Regions from separate parts of the Mus musculus genome. Here region 2 is linked to region 1. The links are chromatin contacts, called in public promoter capture Hi-C maps. All regions are on one chromosome and are shown on one strand. The core of a region is the stretch at or near the end of the contact, and the rest is flanking DNA. Distances in the headings are between cores, read along the strand shown. Region 1 holds the start of Lrrc42 (leucine rich repeat containing 42). Region 2 holds the start of Tut4 (terminal uridylyl transferase 4).

Region 1 (5,715 bases), core at 1,481-3,980:
AGTATTCTCTTTTTAAATGATGTAAAAATTCAGTATTTACTGAAGAGTATATCTACATCATTTGTCCAGGCAATAATCCAAGGCTTTGCTTTCTTCAGTTATTTGAAGAACTACTCTTAATTTAGGGAATCATGCATGGTAACCTTTTTTTTTTTTTTAAAACATCCTGCATTCTTCCAATAAAGTACTTCCTGAAGTTTGTAATGTACTATAAAATGATCTAAGGATTAAATGAATGTCTGAACTTTCAACTTTAAGAACCATAAAGGGTAAAGCTTCTCTCCTGGATATTGCTTGCCCGTCACTATTATTCATGTTGGCCTCTACAAACTGGCCCCTTAAAAGACAAGAGCCTTTTCTTGCCTGGGGGTGTGAAGGTTGGAAGTGCTCTTTTAAACTGGAAAGTTAAGATAACATGTATCTGCAAGATAACAATGTTCAGTGTAGATCTCTTGCAGCTATGGGTCAGATTAACAGAGTGACTGGCTGACTGGCGGTGTTCTAGCCCACTACAGAGAAACAGCTCTGTGATCTACCTAAGCATTACAAAGCATTAAAAATGTACAGCAGTGCATTCACATTACATTAGTGAAGCTAAAGTTAGCACAAAGCATATCATTTCTTCAAATAAATGAAATATAACCTTGGTACATTAAAAATTCAGTTCTGTAAAACATCTTTAAATGAGAGAAGGATAAAATAATTGACAACCAAACATAAGTTTTAAAACCTTGAATCCAGCTTCCAAGCAAAAAGCATAAAATTATTCCAGACAAAGAGAGGAAAGAGGAGAGAGGCATCAGGGTAATAGTGCTAAAACTGTGAGCTGAGCCTATGGTTCAGGAAAAAAAATACCAAAACCAAAAATCAGAAAGAACACCTAACCTTAATAAATCAGTCTTCTAAGAATAAGTAGGCCAAAATAATGATCAACAATAATGATTCCAGATGTGACTGAAAGCTACCATTTTTTATATACCTACAAGCTAACAAGCACTGTAAGGTACAACATAAAATGATGTCATGCAATCACTGATCCTATGAGGTCAGTATTGCCACTTTATGGATGAAGAGCCTCAGAGAAATGAAGGAACTTAAGGCTCACAACTCCTAAGTGAGAGAGCCTGAATTCAATCACAGGTCTGTGTAATTCCAAAGCACAAGATCTTCCCACTTGTATCTCAAGAATAAAAATACAACATCAGCCTTAAAAATATTCTTAAAACACTCAAAATTAACATCACCGGCCATTTGATCTCTCTGGAACTCACAATGGCTCAAACTGGGAGTTAAGAGGGCAGGGACTATAGTAAAAAACAGTGGTCATCTGAGGAAGAGTGGGTGGAAACAGAACCAGGGCTCACTCAAGGATGAAGCGCTCCCCCTTCACTCTGCCAGGGCAGAAATCCGCCATATCCACACACCAGGAAAACATCTGTCAACCCACTACCTTCATCTCAAGACTGCAGACACCTTTGGCTCATTTGAAAATGTAGTGGTTTTTAAAGACTTTTTCTTAACATAGGAAGAAATCCGAAGAGAAAGTAGTTCCAAAGTATCTCTAACCAACTAACAATCCATCTTCATTGTTCTGTGTCACCGCCATTATTCAATTTCCCACTACTTCTTTTTTCCCTGTAACTTGCCACTTCCCTACCTGCCTTCTCCCCCAAACTGCAGAAACTCATGTCCTATCCGGGCCCATACTTTGTCCAAGAGCAAGCTAATCTCTCCCACATCTTGATAGTTTTACCCACTCTTTAGCTTTTCAAACAGAAAAAATTTCAGTCCCCCACCCCCCAAATTCTAACCTTCCCCATTCACTCCCAGATCTTCTACCCATCTTCCTCACATCCCAGACTCTCCCGTGCCCCTCAAAAGACTCAACCCCGCCTCCACCTGTCTTCTAGCGACCCGTCTCCAGCCCCCATCCTTCTCTCCCTCCTCACGAGTCTTCCTCTCACCATCGAGGTTCCTCTTAGCACCCTAGTCTCCCCATCTCTTTCCCGGTTTTGCGTCCTCAACCTTCAGATTCCCCTTTCTTCACGCCTCACTATCTCCAACTTCCCAATCCACGGCCTCAACTAGTTTCTTCCCTGCCCCCCCCCGCCCCACCCCTCCCCCTATTCCAACCCTAGCTCCTTCCCTTGGTGCACTCCTCAACCCCTTTTCTTTCCCCCTTTCCCGGCACTCCCACCCAAGCTTCTCCCCAAGTCCACCTAAGCTAAATCCGCTCCCTCTCCCGCCCAGAACCCTAAATTCTCACACACCCTCAGTCTAACCCGGGACGCCGCGGACCCCACCCTTAAGCCCACCTCAGGCACCCCTACCTCTTCATCCTCCCACCCCTCCCACCGCGAGCTCTACCTCGTCCCTAGGGCCTTTCCCCTCCCCCAGCCCCTCACACTCCGCCCCCGCACCCACGCGCTGCCTGAGGCTCGGCGAGCGGCCCGGCCCGCGGCCGCCACCTACCTGTGCCCCTGCCCGGGGCAGCGAGCGGCTGCACCTCACTGGCGGCTCCTTCCTCCACTGAGCGGCTGACCGGGAAGCGGCTCGGCAACCTAGGCCACAAAGCCCGTGAGGGTGGGACACACACAGAGGGTGGCAAGAGGGAGGGGCTGGGGGCGACCTGGCGCCGCGGGACTGAGGTACCAGCAGGGAGGGGTGGGGGGGGAAAAGAACTCGGCTGGGTAGGCGCGCGTGCGCGGGGCCGGCATGAGGGGCGTGGTCTGATCTGGAGTGGGCGGGGCATGTGGCGGGGCGGGGCCGGGAGTGGGTTGGGACAGCCGAGCTGAGAAAGCCGGGCGGTCGCAGGAAGGGTGAAAGGGGCGGGGCGGGGCCGTGCGTGTGCGTGCCCGCGCGAGGGCATGTCCCCCGAGATCTCTTGGAGGCCCCCCCACCTCCCCGAGGCAATGCAATGTAAAGGTAGTCCTGAGGAAAGACGCGCAAGTGAGGTGGCGCTTCTAGGCGGAGCCCCTGCCAGGAGAGGGCGGGGCGGGGCTGCGCAGGGCGCGCGCCTGGGAACTCCTCTGAGGCTGAGGCGGGGCGGGAGCGAAGCGAAGCGAGGCGGGGCGGGGCCAGGGCCGGGCGGGGCGTGACGGGCGGGGATCGCGAGCGGACCCGGTCCTTTCGCGGAGCTACCCAAGGCCCAGGCGAGCGGGTCCGTGCAGCACGGTGGGCGGGCACCGAAGAGGTGGGAGCCCGGTGGCGAGGCCGGCGGAGGGTTGCGGGCGGGAAGGAACCGGTTGTGAGGAGACGCGCGGCGGGTGACCGCGGGTGGAGCAGCGATGTCGCTGGGAGAGAACAGAGTGATTAGGGCCTGGCCTCTCTCTAGGCCCCCCTCCCCAAGAACTTTTAGTGCCCTGAAATGATGCTTTGACCCTCAGAAGGAAGAACAATTACAAATGACAGTTAATATGCCAAACGTAACACATTATCAGCACGGTCCAACCTCAAACAGGAATAATATTTAAAGTCAATGTGGGTGCATTTACGTTATTTGAAATTATTTGAGTCTTGGAGGTGAGAGGACTGTGTCCGGGCTGCCATTATGGGAGAAAGAGAATGACCGGTTTTAAATTTACACCAGAGCTACCAGTGGATGCTGTAGGAAAGGATTTGGGGCAGGCAGATGTAAGAGCACACAGACCCAAAGGTGCTGGTCAAGGAGAAAATCAACCCAGGACGTGACCCAGAGGTTTTCTGAAAGAAGTACCAGAAAGGGCTACACTGTATATTTAAAGAGAAAATCAATGGCCCTGGGAAAGGGTAGGGAATCCACCGTCCCTGTCTGTAAAACCCAGAAGGATGGATGGTGTCCTAGAGCCTACTACCACTTTGGTAGAGAGTCCCTGAGGGTATTCATCCTCGCTTAGATCAAGCATTGCCTCTCAAACCTCCATCTTGGAGCTGTGTGGAAACATGTCTGCTGGGTGGTTTTATGGGTTTCTTGGGATTGGTTTGCCTCTTTCTCATTAACTGCAACAAAACCTTAATGAAAGCCAAATCTCTGCCCCTGGTTTTAAAGAACAGATATTGGTAGTTCAGGTATATTCATTTTTTATTAAAGTGCTTTATATTCACTGTATTAAAGTGCTTGTTTGCTTTTTCCTTAGATCATTTAAGAATAAGGTAAAAAAAAACCTGAAAATTTGAAGAGAACACACTGTATCTTATTCATCTACTATATACATAGATATGAGAACATTTCCCTAGATGGTAACTCTTTTATTTATTTTGGTTTTTTGAGAGCAGGTCTATTCTAGCCCAGGAAAACCTTAAACTCACTTCTAATCCTCCAGCCTTGACCTACACAGTATATGGGGCATCACCCCTGACTTGTAATTTTTTTGAAAATGTATTATGCTCCCTTATACATTATTTATCCACATGAGATATATATCCTGTATTTACCTGTTTTGAGACATTCACACCAATTTTGATAGTAAAACTAGAAAATATAAAAACACCACAATTTTGTCAACCTTTTGCAGGGGATGTACATCTTTAATGTATGCATAACTGGAGGGGGCACTGGAAGTTTTAAAAAATGTTTATTACATTTATTCATTTGGAGGAGCATGCTTATGAGTTGGTTTTTTTTTTTTTTAATCTGCCCCGAACAGTATGGACCTTAATCATGTCTTTGAGAGGTTCTGAACTGAGCACCGTACTCTAGGTGTGAATCACATTGTTAGCACCCAGCCACTAGTTGTGTGTGTGTGTGTGTGTGTGTGTGTGTGTGTGTGTGATCAGCTTGCTGTATCAGCATTATAAGTGCCTGGGCCCTTAGTACCCGTGGACCCCTTACTGATGGAATGTGCTACCTCTTTAACTTCTTAAGTTGCGTTTTTATTGGCTGTTGGGTATCAGGCCTGGGGCCCATGCCTGCCCAGTGTCACTTTCCCATTGTCTACACCTTCAGCCTAACTTTTAGTAAATCTAAAATAATACTTTTTTTTTTTTTAAATAACACTTTTAAATTTTACCTTTGGGCCAGTCTTGTCTTAGTCTTGTCTTATGTTGATTTTTGTCATGGACTAAACAAGTTAAATTTTAATACATCTAGATCAAGGGTCATAAAAGGCCAAACAATATTTTAGGCTTTATAGTCTGTGACAGCTACTCAGTTCTGCCATACAAAGGCAGCCATAGACAATATGTAAATTGATGGATATAACCTTGTGCCAATGAAACTGTTCTATCTTGTTCACTTTCTCTCCCTTTCTTTTTGCCTCTCTCCCTCTCCTTCATTGAACCCAGGGTCATGAACATGCTAAGCACAGGCTATACAACTGTATTATACGCCCCTGCCCCTCCAGCATTTCTTTTGAGGGCCAGTTCTATTACTTAGCATATAAGCTGACATCTCAGCTTTGTCATGTCTACAGAATTGATAAGCACACTTCTTATGCCCATATTTAACAATGATGTTATTTCAAATACCTTTATTTAATTCTGCTCCCCGCTTCCTTTGACAATAGGATCTTATTCTGTAGCTGAGGATGGCCTGGAGTTTACTATGTAGCCCAGGCTCCCTGCCCACTTGTGATAATCTTGCTTTTAGTCTCCTACATGCTTTGATTATAGATCTGTACCACTATGCCAAGCCACATAAGTTTTGGATGGGATTATAGCTCAACAGTAGATCATGTGCCTAGCATTCTGAAAGCCCTGGGTTTAGTTCTTAGCGCTATAAAAATAAATTCAAATTTT
Region 2 (5,715 bases), core at 1,299-3,798, 1.2 Mb after region 1:
AGGAGTATGGCAGCCCAAGCATTCAACTCAGCAAATATGGAGGCAGTGCAATACAAATATAAGTATTTGTGCTTAAGATTATAATCTATTGGTGACCGACAGGTAAAATAATTGGGATCCAGAGATTGGAGAGAGTGTGATGTTTGTGTGATCAGATTTAGTAAAGGACACAAGAATAAAGGGGTACGGCAGTACATACCTGTGATCCTAAGACTTGGAGTTCAAGGTCATCCTCAGCTACATGGCTAGCTGGAGGCCAGCTTGAGCTACCAGAGAGCCCGTCTTAAGCAATAACAACAACTAAATAAGAGTTGGATCTTGAAAAATAGGAAAAGGGAGTTATCTGGAGACACAGGACTTTCTCATCTGGCTGAAGCTTTCTTGTAGACTCAATATTTTCATACTGTAGACTAAATGTTGTCTGCTGAATCATAAACATGTGTTTGGCACAAAACAGGTAATCCTTGAAGGTCTAGGGTCTATCTCTTCTGATGGAGGCTCGCCCACATAGAATTTATCACATTCTCTAGTGTATTTGCCTAACTCTTTGTTAATATGCTCTATTTTTTTTTTTTTTTGAGACAGGGTTTCTCTGTATAGTCATATGCTCTATTGACTACAGGTTAATAAAACTACCTTCCTTGCTCAACAGTGAGATTTCTGAACAGCAGTCTGTGTAGTTTGTCTAGGCACTGAACTATGATTTGCTTATACTAAGTAATCAGGAGTTCAGTTGAATTTGGTCCAATGACATTAATATCAGTGAGGAGCGTGTTGGTAATCCTTTTAAGTGTGTCTATCAGCTTTACGTTTTCATTATTCTCTTTCCAGCACTGAGGATCAGACTCGGAGCCCTTTACATGCTAGGCAAGTACTGTTACATTGAGCTGCTATCTGCCCAAATCCTGGTTTTTTGAGACAAGGTCTTACTTGGTAGCCCTGGCTGCTTTGTAACTCCTTTTCATATTGGCCAAAAATTCAAAAGATCCACCTACTCCCGCCTTCCTATCCCCTGCTGGGATTAATGGTGTACTCCACCACTCCACCATACAAGTCGTTTATTTATTTAAACATTTTATTAATTCTTTGTGAATTTCACATCATATGCCCCCACCCCACTCTTCTCCCCATTCCTTCATATCTGTCCTCTGCTCTTCCAATCTCCCCCAAACACCACAAAGAAAGAAAGAAGGAAAAGAAACAAAAAAGCCAAAACAAAAAAATGAACATGTTATTGTGGAAGCTATAAGTCTATTTTTTATTTTTAAAGAGATCAAGGCAAAGACAGGCGGCTTTCTGAGTTCGAGGCCAGCCTGGGCTACAGAGTCTGGCTTTGACCTGGTGATCATCCTGCCCCAGCTTCCAGAATGCTGATATTACAGCTGTAATCTACCACACCTAACATTCGGTTTTCACTTTCATTTCCTCTTCTGTTCTTTACCTTATCTCTCTGAAGTTTGGACACATTTAAAAATGTTTCAGATGAGGCAACTCTGGATTTTTTATTAGTTTGATAATCGCCCCAAGCTGGAAGGGTTGACTGGCTACCCTCTATCCACAGCTCCTGGGTCTGCTGGAGTCAGAGACAGGGGGAAGGGGATTGTCAGAGCATATTTTCTCCTCTGCAAATGGAAGCCATAGTATCTATTGTCACAAGATCATTATGAAGATTAGGTGGTTAAGTGTATGAAGCCTCCTCAGCTCGATGCCTAGAAGTAAGTTGGCAATGCTTGGTCCCTTCTCACTAAGCTTGTTCAGCTTTGGGGATTCTGACGGACATATCATGTGAGAGGTGTTTAGTTCTGGGATGTAGCAGGAAGTCGATGAACTCTGCAGAGACAATTGCCTCTCTGTAGCCTCTTAGCAGCTCTGGTCTGTGAGTCACAAGAAAATTTGTCATTACCTTGTAAATATTTAAGATTCAGCTGCTTCCCTTTATAAAACCCCACGTTTAGTGCCATACACTTTTTCTGCCTAGTAAATATCCACCTCAAGGACTGCAGTTGTGTGATTTGACCAGCTCTGAGTGAAGTAGGAGACTGGTCAAATAATAATCTCGAGGCTTGAGGGCGGGGGGGGGGGGTGTCATTAAAATAAACTAACAAAGCCTTCTAGTCTTCCATGAGTGTAAATTTAAATGAGAGGAAGCTAACACATTTAAAAAAAAAAAAGGAGGAAGGAGGGAAGCCGTTCTTGGTAGTTGTTTCTATGCCCACCTGAAACTAAAGAAATGGTTTTCGAACTATTTCTCAAGATTTCTCTGCTTTGTTAGTCCTGAGGTGATGCAAAACTGGACTGGATGCAAGGGTGAAGGGGTGGGGGGCTCCCTCCTGCTAGCTGCTCGACAGTGCTCAGAAGTCAGGAATGGTCGCGGAGGATTCAAGAAATGCGTGGGCTGTCGGACAGTGACAAGCCCGAGCCTGCACATCTACGGCCTCTCCCTGGGGCACAGCTAGGCAACCTGCCCCCTTTCCCGCCCGGGGGCCTCAGGCAAGGCGCCCGCAGCCAGGGAGCCTGACGTGAGAAGCGCGACGGTGCACGCGACCCTAAGCTCGCCGGCGTCCTCGCGCCGCTTCCCGGCGTCGGCGTGCTGGACCGCAGGACCCTCTCTCTCTCTTTCTCTCTCCCTGCAGGCCCGCTCCAGCCAGCGAGCCGCGGGTAGCTCCGACCCTTTCCCTCCCTCCCTCCCTTCCTCTCTCCCTCGGGGGCCCGCCCGCCCCCAGCTCGGGCGCCGATCGGAGCCCGCGCGCGCTCGCCCGCTCTCCCTCCTCAGCGCGGGTGTGTGCGCGCCGTCCTCCCACCTCCATCCCCTCCTCATTGTTTCCGGGCGACCGCCACGAGCCCCGGAACGAAGCCCCTCCCCCCACGCCCCCCGGTCTACCCCCTCCTCCGCCGAGGTTTGACGGGTGCTTGGGGGGGATCCCCAGAATTAAAGAAGAGGGAGCCCCTGAACCCAGCTCTGGGAGGCTCTGCTCCCCGCCTCCGAGGCTATCTCCTCCCATCCCAATCGGGATCCCAGGCTGGGGAGAGCCTCCGACTCCCCTCCCCCCTCGGCCGGGCGCCACTCTCCCTCAGCCCCCTCCCCTCAGCGGGTCCTCCTCTTTCTCTCGCTCCCTCCTCCTCCCCCTCCCCGTCCCTTCCCCCCCACAATGCAGTTCGCGGCGCGGCGGACATGGCGGTGGAGTCCTGAGCTCGTCGTGTCCTGGCCTCCATCGGCGGCGGCGACGGCGGCGGCGGCGACGGCGACGGGGGCGGCAGCGGCGGCGGGAGGCGGAGGGGGAGCCGGAGCCTCTGAGATGAGGAGGCGTCGCGCGCGCCTGTAGCTCGCGGGCTTCTCAGGTACGGGGCTGCGGGCCGCCGCGCTGCGCGGGCTGCCGAGGGGGTGTGCTCGGCCGCTGAGCCCGGGGGCCCCCAGCTTGTCCCCTTCAGGTGCGGCGCCTCGCAGGTGTCCGCGCCGCCGGAGCGCGTCTCCGCCGCCCCCTCGGGGCCTGGCACTTCCTCCTGGGCTGGAACTGGCTTCTGGTGTCCCAGGGGAAAGCCGAGGGAAGGAGGGAAGTCGAGAAGGCGGCCTGGGCGGCCTGAGGAGGGCTTTGGGGGGCCGACCTTAGGGAAAGCTGGGGCGCCCGTCCGGCCACCGAAACCTGTTGTAGACGGGGTAGGAGTATCTGAGTTAACGGGATTGGTCTAGCCTTCGCTTAGATCCAGTGCGTGTTTGTCTGTATTGTGTGCCTTTCTTTCACCCTGTGTATGTGTATGTATATATACACTTGTAAACACACACACACACAGCGTGTCCTCCCCGCCATCCCCCGGGCTTGTCCTTGTCGGGAGGGAGCAGAGGTAGGTTTGTGTGGATTTCGTTTCCTGCTCACCCGCCGTCTCTGTCCCCCGCCCCCCAGTCGAGAGGTGCTGGTACTGCGCGCTTTTGACGTGGGTAACTGTGAGATTCGTATTTGTAAACAGACAGCACTTCCCCAGTGTGTCGCACGCCTTCGCAAGTGGTTTCTGATCCTTTTGATATCAGGATTACAAAAGAATGAGGTGGTTAGACCTCAAAGAAGCAGCGGGATTTCTAGTCAGTACCTGAATGGGATTAATTACTGTTATCTTAACGTTGGTTAAACATTTTAAAAAAGAAGATTATCAAACTTTAAAGCAGACGAATCTTGTACCTTGCGTGAGATTTTAGTTTTAGTATACCATGTTTCTTCATTTCGATACAAAAGTAATTCCTTAAACATTTGACGTTCTGCGATCTTTTGTAATCTTAGTGTCCAGAAATGCAATTTGAATTGTGATTTGTTGGAATGAATTTAATAATTAGCTCGCGGAGGTCATATAACCTTTTATATCTATAGATGTATCCCCTCCCCCCTCCAGAGCGTACCTTGGAGCAGGAATGTGTTTGAAGCACTTGGTGAAACAACATACTCTGTTTTGAAAGGAATAAAATAAGATAATCCCAAGTGGATTTGATTATTTAGGGAAAATGCCATTCCCAAATGTTGAATTGTGGCAAGTTTTAAATGTCGACTGCGTGTGTATGCACTTAACATTTTCTTTACTCAGAGCCCATGTGTATCCCCTCAGAAATATGGTGTACACTTACATCCTACTACAGATTAGCCACAACTTGTAAAACTATGAAATATTGTTTGATTTGGCTTTTCTTAAGATAGCTCACGAGCATACAGTGTGCTTTATGGTGCCTTTATAAACAAATTATACGGAGGGCTTAAACACCATCAATGTTGGGAAGAGAAGTTTAAGCTGTTTCTCATTTTAAAAATATTATAAACAAAAGGAAGTTACCTTAACCTCTTAGATACTGTGCTCTTTTCTTTGCATAGTTTTATTTGGCTAGTGTAGAAAATGGTTAAAAAAAAAAAGTAAAGCTTCCTTAAAAGAGTCTAAAAGTGGAAGTGAAAGTGAGTGACATGTTCATGTTTTAAGTATGGTGAACATCTAACCATAGAAAGAAAGTCTTCGTTAGCTTTGGCCAAGATGTTAGTACAGTCAATAAGGTATTGACACATATATAATAAACTTACTTCAAATTTATAAACTGTAACTTACCTAGAATTACATCTGATTTTGGTTAATTTAAGAATAGTGCTTTGCATGTTAAATTTAAGCTTTAAAATGAAATTTTATGACTGTAATTGTAAATACTTTTATAAGGCAGCACTTGGAGGTGATTTGTTTTTGTTTTTCCGAGACGGGGTTTCTCTGTAGCCCTGGCTGTCCTGGAACTCACTTTGTAGACCAGGCTGTCCTGGAACTCAGAAATCCTCCTGCCTCTGCCTCCCGAGTGCTGGGATTAAAGGCATGCGCCACCACTGCCTGGTTTAAAGGTGATTTTTTTATTTGTTCTTATAGAGTGTACATTTTTGTAAAAATAGAGAACGTTTTTTTAAGCTCAAAATTAACCTTGACATACATAAATGCTTATTATCTTGTGTTCTTTTGGGGAGGGGGAGCATTTTGAGACATGGTTTCTCTGTGTAGCTTTGGCTGTCTTGGAACTGGATCTGTAACCCTCACAGTGATCAGACTGCCTCTGCCTCCTGAGTGCTGAGATTAAAGTGGTGAGTCACCACCACTCAGCTAGATTGTGTTGTTGTTTTTTTTTTAAAGATTTATTTATTATTATATGTAAGTTCATTGTAGCTGTCTTCAGACACACCAGAAGAGAGAAGAGGGAGTCCGATTTCA

Evidence for each region. Promoter capture Hi-C pulls out the DNA fragments that hold promoters and counts their contacts.
Region 2: a contact with region 1 is called in a promoter capture Hi-C map of pre-B cells, with 4 times the contacts expected there. The contact joins the promoter of Tut4 here to the promoter of Lrrc42 in region 1. A contact is called at or near these places in 2 of 39 promoter capture datasets (the 3T3-L1 cell line and pre-B cells).

Annotation. Positions count from the first base shown.
Region 1 is chr4:107,250,803-107,256,517 of GRCm38.p6, forward strand. Lrrc42 (leucine rich repeat containing 42) reads right to left here and starts at 2,731. Exons shown (of 8, transcript NM_029985.2): 1 at 2,473-2,731. It overlaps Hspb11 (heat shock protein family B (small), member 11), which reads left to right and starts at 3,101. Exons shown (of 6, transcript NM_028394.3): 1 at 3,101-3,193.
Region 2 is chr4:108,456,862-108,462,576 of GRCm38.p6, forward strand. It overlaps Tut4 (terminal uridylyl transferase 4), which reads left to right and starts at 2,549. Exons shown (of 31, transcript NM_175472.4): 1 at 2,549-2,778; 2 at 3,156-3,339.